2 separate regions of the Mus musculus genome follow, and region 1 is linked to region 2. The links are chromatin contacts, called in public promoter capture Hi-C maps. All regions are on one chromosome and are shown on one strand. Each heading gives the region's core, a stretch centred on a gene start, on an enhancer-like site or on the middle of the called end of the contact. The rest is flanking DNA. Distances are from core to core; before and after follow the strand shown. Region 1 holds the start of Heatr5b (HEAT repeat containing 5B). Region 2 overlaps Birc6 (baculoviral IAP repeat-containing 6).

Region 1 (3,692 bases), core at 317-2,816, 4.2 Mb after region 2:
CAAAGAAAAAAAATCTCTTATCACAGAGACCTTTCAGGCACTGATGATTATAAGTGATGTTTTAATCCAGTCACACTGCGCTGCCTAGACAGATATGAAGCATGCAACAAGCAGGACGTAGACAAGGTTTGGGTTTTATTGCTGACTAAGAGAAGGATAAGGTAGAAATTCCCATAGTATAACATCCTCCAATTCCTTAGATGAAAGACTCATAACATTTTCAAAACACAATGCCTTCAATTTTCTTTATATCAACCTATGGTGAGGTGGGCAATGCTTACCTTGTTGGCAGCAACTAGGACTTTATCAAGAAATCTCAACCATTCAAAGATGAACACGGGTCTCTTTGCCTCCGTGATCTGAGCCAAAGCTTCCTCATTTAGCAATAAACTGTGAGCTAGCTCCATTATTGATGTTCTTAATTCACACCTTAAATGAACAGATTCGTTTTTTAAAAAAAGAGTAAAATATATTCTAAGGAATTTTTAATTTATGTGTAGGAGTGTTTTGCCCAAATGTATGTATACACATACATACATACATACATACACACACACACACACACACACACACACACACACACACACACATATATATATATACAGGGTGTTGGCTCCCCCTAGAACTGGAGTTACAGATGGTTGTGAGTCATCTTGTGGGCGCTGGAAATCAAACCCAGGTCCTTGTCAAAAGCAACAAGTATTCTTAATCACGGATTCCTTTCTCCAGCCCTTACATGTAAGGATTTCTTAAATATTAAATGTCAAGTTTCATAAATGCAACCACTAAGCTAGGGAAAGAAAGCGTGGTTTCATTTCTCATTAGAGAACTAACTTTGAAAGGACAATGATTTAAAAGAAAGAAAGAAAGAAAGAAAGAAAGAAAGAAAGAAAGAAAGAAAGAAAGAAAGAAAGAAAGAAAGAAAGAAAGAAAGAAAGAAAGAAAGAAAGAAAGAAAGAAAAAACTGGCGATAAGAATGGAATGAAAGGAAAATGTAAATACTGCAAAAAAGGCACTATTCCGGGGCGGTTGTTTCCCTGTTAGAACACAGGCTATTAACTCATTCTACCCTGAGAACCCCGAAGCACCGAGCTCAGGCGTCTGGGGAGCTTTCTCCGCCACCCGTCCCTCGCCACCGGGACCCAGAAGAGTGACCGTAGGGTTCTGATCGGCGGAGGCGGGCCCCACGGGGACACTGCGGCAGGGGCGCCCGGGACAACCCCTCGCCCCGGGAATGCAGTGCTCCGGGTCTGGATGCACCGGGCCGCTCCGAAGACCCCGACAACTGAGAGTCTGCTGGAAACGCAAACCGGGGTCCCCGGGCCGCCCTGGGATGTCAGCCTCCCGTCGTAGGAGTCCTCGAGCTGTCAACCCCGAGGCTGAGGATCCCCGGCCTCAAAACTCGAATTCCCTCCTCAGCCCTCGGAAAATGTCCTGGGACCCAGGGATGTCACAGCCTGCAGGCTCTGACAGCGCGCGAGACCGCCTCACCTCCTGGTCTAGTCCGAGCCGAGCAGCCAAGCTCCGCTCTGCCGAGGGACCCGGATGCCCCGCCTCCCAAACTCCGGCCCTCAGGAAGCCGGGAGACGACGCATGCGCGAGACACAGGTCCTGCGGACCGGCCCGCCCCCACGTCCTCTTAGCCCCGCCCACCCCAAGTTTCGAAGCGAATCGGCTGTCGGGGACGAGTGGGATGTTTGTGGGTCCTGCGCCAATTGCACGGCGCATGCGCAGCGCGACCTCCGCGGAGCTGGTTCCGGGCAGTAAAGCTCCGGCTTCAGGGTGTGCGGGCGCTCAGGAGAATGACAGAGGTCGGTGCAAGTTGGCTGTGACTGCCTATCACAGCGTCAGCTACGCCCCATCCGTAAGTGGTCGTTTTGGTGGGAGGGTGCAGGAGGGAGGAGAGCGGGAGGGAAGAAAGAGCCTGCGATGCCCGAGGCACCCACAGGAGAGTTAGCCCAGCTCTGTGTGTTCTGTAGCTCTGCTTCAAACTCGGTGCTCAATACTGAAATACGCTAGCAGCACCTATAATCGTCCTGTTGAGAAAGTGGTTGCTCCATTATTTCGGAACAGGCAAAGCGCTTCACCTAAACTTGCTCTGGCTCTTTGACACACACCACCTCCAACCATCAACAGATGCTGCGTGATTTACCCCCTCAGACCCAGAATCCTGACCACTTCGCTGTTGTGACTCTTAAGTGAGGGGTCAGGCCACCAGCATCCCTACCTGGGTTATCTATCGACTTGTGGAGTTTATTCTTATATTTGAAGGAAGTGGATAATGCTAGTGTATGTTGTCCTCATAGGAGGGGAACCTTCACATTTTAAGACCCAATTCCTTATTCTTTTCTCTCTCTCTCTTTTTCTTTCTTTCCTTCTTCCTTCCTTTTTTTTTTTTTTAAGATTTATTTATTATATAGCGTTCTGCCTGCATGTATGCCTACAGGCCCAAAGAGGGCACCAGATTTCATTATAAATAGTTATAAAGCCACCATGTAATTGAACTCAGGACCTCTAGAAGAGCAGACAGTTCTTTTAACCTCTGAGCCATCTCTCCAGCCCCCTTATTCCACTTCCTAACATAATGTCCTCACTATTGGTAATTAACTTCCTCAAACCGTATCATTTAATGAATCTACAGTGCCCCCAGCTGTGAAGTTTCAGTGTGATTTTATGTGAAAATTATATGTAAAAGATGGAATAACTATAAAAGGCAGAGCTTTAAAAGTAACATGTAATCCCTTGTACTTTTGTAAGTGTGTGTGTGTGTATTTTTACACAGGTAGATCATACTGTCCTCGAACTGCTGGGTGCTGAAATCACACCAGAGGGCCACCATGTCTGTGGAGTTAAATGCTTCCCTTAAAAATAATCTAGTTTGAATTAGAGATTTAGCTCAGTTATAAAGCACATTCCTTGCTTGTATGAGGCCCTGGATTCAACACCCATCTCAGCAATTACAACCTCGTTCCGTTTCAGGAACAAGATCACCAAGACTTGTATTCTTTGTGGTTGTGAACCAATTATTTAGCCACATTGAGCCTCAGTTTTCCCTGCTGGAAAGTGGAACTAATACTTCTTATCTACTGGGCTGCTCCTAAGCTAGGTGAGTACTAGGAGACTGCAGGTCAGTCTGATTCATCTCGGGCTTGACTAATCTTCTAAGAGGCGCACTTAGTTGGCTCACTCATTTGTGCCTCGGATCCTCCCACGTGGCCATCTCTACAGAGCTTCTTGAGTGTTCTCATATATGACCACTGACTTCACTCAATTCATTCATACTACCAACTGTAGAGTGCACTGTATAGTGTGACCAAAAAGTCACCCTAAGCCAGGCGCAGGTGGCACTCAAGAGGCAGAGGCAGGTGGATCTCTATGAGTTCAAGGTCAGCCTGATCTACAAAGTGAGCTCCAGGATAGCTGAGACTACATAGAGAAACCCTGCCTCCAGAAAAGCCAAAAACAAAGTCACTCTAATATATCCTATTAAAAACTATTACACAAACTGCTCAACAAAATTGACTAGGAGCAGGTCATCTTGGAGAATACTACACGATTATATGAGGGTTTGTCTCATAACTGGAGAATCACAGGTTCAAGGCTAGCGTGGACTACATGGTGAGTTCCATGCCAGCCTGAGGTGGCGGGTGACCTGATCTCAGGGAGAGAGAAAAAAAAAAAAAAAGGATAAA
Region 2 (3,224 bases), core at 541-3,040:
CGGTGCACATGGTATAGTGATGTTTTCTGTTCTTTAAGTTACTTGCAATAACCTTTTAGGAATATTCTTGGCCTTATAATTTTTGATCAATGGATAAGTCACAGATTGGCTTCTATAGAATATATGAGCATCAGCTGGGAATATGGAAGCTCGTTTCTTATGACTTTCCCATGATGTTGTTATGATCATCACACTAACATTCTCTTTTCTGTATGTAGCTTGGATGTGGTTTTGATTGTGGTTATTACTGTAAATGAGAGAGTAAAATAATAGTGAATCACTCATATTTATGCCTTATTTAACTTCTGCTCTTTTTGATACCATTTCCAATGTAGATAGTTTTAAATCATTATTTTAGCTCACATCAGTTTTATCTTCTTCCTGTCATTTGATGTTTGTGTACTTTTCATGTTCTTTCATGTTAATGCAAAGTTTTTCCAGTTGTCTCTGGAATGTTTTACGGACAAATGGAAAAATCTGTTGGGTATCCTGGCATATACCTGTAATTTTAGCACTTGAAGAGCTATGGACAGAATGCCAGCTTGAGTTCATTTTTTTTGGGCTACAGATAGCAATACCTTTTCTCAAAAACAAAAAACAAAACAAAACAAAACAAAACAAAACAAAAAGGAAAAAGAAGAAAGAAAACCCACTATATGTTTCTTTTGCATGATTTGGATTACAATCTACACCAGTGGTTCTCAACCTATGGTTTCTTATAATTTTTGGAAGTTACAGATCAGATAATCCTGGCTATATTTATATTACAGTTCATAAAAGAAAAATGAGTGAATTAGGTTAGTGAACTACAGGTTGTTTGTCTGTTTTAAAGTTCGTCTGTAGTTATTCACTGACTATGAATAGGAAGATGCTGTTCTGACATGGATGCACTTGGTAGATACTGGCATACTTGTGATGCCATACTCTTCTTGGTATTTGTTACCATGTTTTTAAAACACGAAGAGTTCATCCGAAGCCCAGTACTGAACTGTCTCTTTTTCTTTAGGTGAGTGCTCCAGTGATCGCTTCCACCACTCAGGAAAAGCCAAAGGATAGTGATCAGTTTGAATGGGTGACCATAGAACAATCAGGTGAACTGGTTTATGAAGCTCCAGAAACCATTGCAGCTGAGCCTCCACCTGTTAAGTCAGCGGTGCAAGCCACGTCTCCCATACCTGCCCATTCTCTGGCTGCTTTTGGATTATTTCTTCGTCTTCCGGGCTATGCTGAAGTGCTCCTGAAAGAGAGGAAGCATGCCCAGTGCCTTCTTCGATTGGTGTTGGGAGTTACAGATGATGGAGAAGGCAGTAAGTGTTTCCAGTTACTGCTTACATTTATCAACACTACACAAACAGGGTGGATACATTTGTCTAGATTATTTTCTCTTCTTAACTGTTTGTTTTATAGTAAAGCTATTTACATGGTTTGTAATTTTTATTGAGTTTTTCGGTATTAAATATGGTAATCCTAAGAAATTTCATATTAAGTTTATAGTAAGTGACATTGGAATCGTGTGACCAGGAAGTAGGACTAGTGGCTGTGTAGTAGGTATGAGAACATACTGACTCTGACAGCTTAGAGGAGGACTGGCGCTGAGTATTCTGGGAGCCTCAGATGTGTGAGGCAGTTTCTTACAGATGTGTAAGTGTGAAGCTGGGTAGCAGTTTTGGGTGGTGCTCTGAAGGATAAGCAAAATTTAATTTAGGGAGAGTATTTTGAACAGAAGAGTTGTAAGCTTTGTTTGAGTATTTGGGCGGGGAGGAGCTAGCACATTCAAATCTGTATGAAAGGCACTTCTAAACTGTTGTGGTGGGCACGTGTTCGCAATCCCAGCCCTCAAGAGCTCAGTAGCACAAGGATCAGGTTTCCAAACTGCCGTTGACGATGTACTGAGTTTAGTGACAGCCTGGATACATGAGGGTCTGCATGGAGAAGCAATGAAAGAGAAGTTGTTATAGGATTATGAATACCTAATATTGATTAAACTATTATGAGGAATGGGGGCATTAAAAAAAAAAAATCCACCCCCAAAAGAAAATCTAGAGCACTGACTGTTTTTCCAGAGGTCCTGAGTTCAATTCCCAGTACCCACATGGTGACTCACAACCATCTGTAATGGGATCTGATGCTCTCTTCTGGTGTGTCTGAAGTCAGCTACAGTGTACTCATATACAATAAATAAGTACATTTAAAAAAAAAAAAAAAAAGAAAGAAAATCTGTTGAAGTGTTTGAAACACTAAACTTGGATTAGTGTTTGCAACAAGGCCAAAGTCCAATCTCCTGTACTATAGAAACAAAACAAGGAAATGGAGAAAAGCAAAAAGCATAAATCTGTAGCATTATTTTGAACAAAGAGAAGAGAGCTAAGATTATTATATTATACTGTATTATATATAGTATATGTAATACATATAAAGTTTATTATATTTAATAAATATATATAATAAATATAATGATTGTTCTTATTTCATGCTGTTATTTAATGCAATAAGAGATTGACTGATCGCAGTTGAGGTAGTTAGGAAAATTCACTTTCATTTGGATCCCTCTTAATTGTTCACTCAATAACATTTTACTGCCGATCGATCATAAGCAGCAAAGGGGAAAGAGTGGACTTAGATTGCACACAGAAGTCCAAGGAATGGCTTCTGTGATGCATAATTTCATTTTTTCAGCACTCATTCTGCTCATATGGTGCTTTATTGCTTGTGTTTATCACTTTCTTATTAAAGCAACACAAAACTATTGTACAAAAGAAAATAGTTTTACTTGTTATTGTTCATAGGAAAACCATTTGAAAGGACACCAGTCACTTTCTGATTGATGGTTGTAGGAAATTTCTTCTTCCTTGGCACACTTTTTATCCCAGTAGTGAGGAGGTGCAGTCAGAGACAAGCAGCCTTTTATAAATTGGAGGCCATCCTAGGCTACATGGAGAACCTTGTCTTTTAAAATAAAAAAAAAATTACATTTCATTTCACATTTAGTTCATATTATCTTTGTTGTCATTGATGGCTGTTACATATCTGTAAAATTTCAGAGTGTGTGTGTGTTGTGTTCTAGAGACTTTCTTGATACTTTAATAAAGATAACAGTCTCACAGTCAGCCTGCTTTTTAATAAGTTTAATGATAAAACCTTGCTTTGTTGTTATTACTTGTGACCCTATGTGTAAGTGCTTATTATTTTCAAGTGTCTTTAATTTTTCCCTCTTCTCTTTCAAA

The links. Promoter capture Hi-C pulls out the DNA fragments that hold promoters and counts their contacts.
Region 1: a promoter capture Hi-C map of the C10 cell line shows a contact between it and region 2. The contact joins the promoter of Heatr5b here to the enhancer-like site in region 2. A contact is called at or near these places in 4 of 39 promoter capture datasets (the C10 cell line, cranial neural crest, frontonasal cranial neural crest and 1 more), 4 of 484 Hi-C or Micro-C datasets (LSK cells, cerebral cortex, cortical neurons and 1 more) and 2 of 9 other capture datasets (adipose tissue and liver).

Annotation. Positions count from the first base shown.
Region 1 is chr17:78,833,815-78,837,506 of GRCm38.p6, forward strand. It overlaps Heatr5b (HEAT repeat containing 5B), which reads right to left and starts at 1,567. Exons shown (of 36, transcript NM_001081179.1): 1 at 1,492-1,567; 2 at 282-429. The coding sequence starts at 407. It overlaps Gpatch11 (G patch domain containing 11), which reads left to right and starts at 1,702. Exons shown (of 10, transcript NM_181649.6): 1 at 1,702-1,864; 2 at 2,980-3,106.
Region 2 is chr17:74,659,376-74,662,599 of GRCm38.p6, forward strand. Birc6 (baculoviral IAP repeat-containing 6) reads left to right here. Exons shown (of 73, transcript NM_007566.3): 61 at 1,007-1,307. Among named protein-coding and RNA genes, the nearest start is that of Ttc27, 57 kb to the right of the region's middle. Within about 2 kb of position 1,791, at least 2 of the 459 cell types and tissues checked have an H3K27ac peak or open chromatin away from gene starts, as enhancers often do.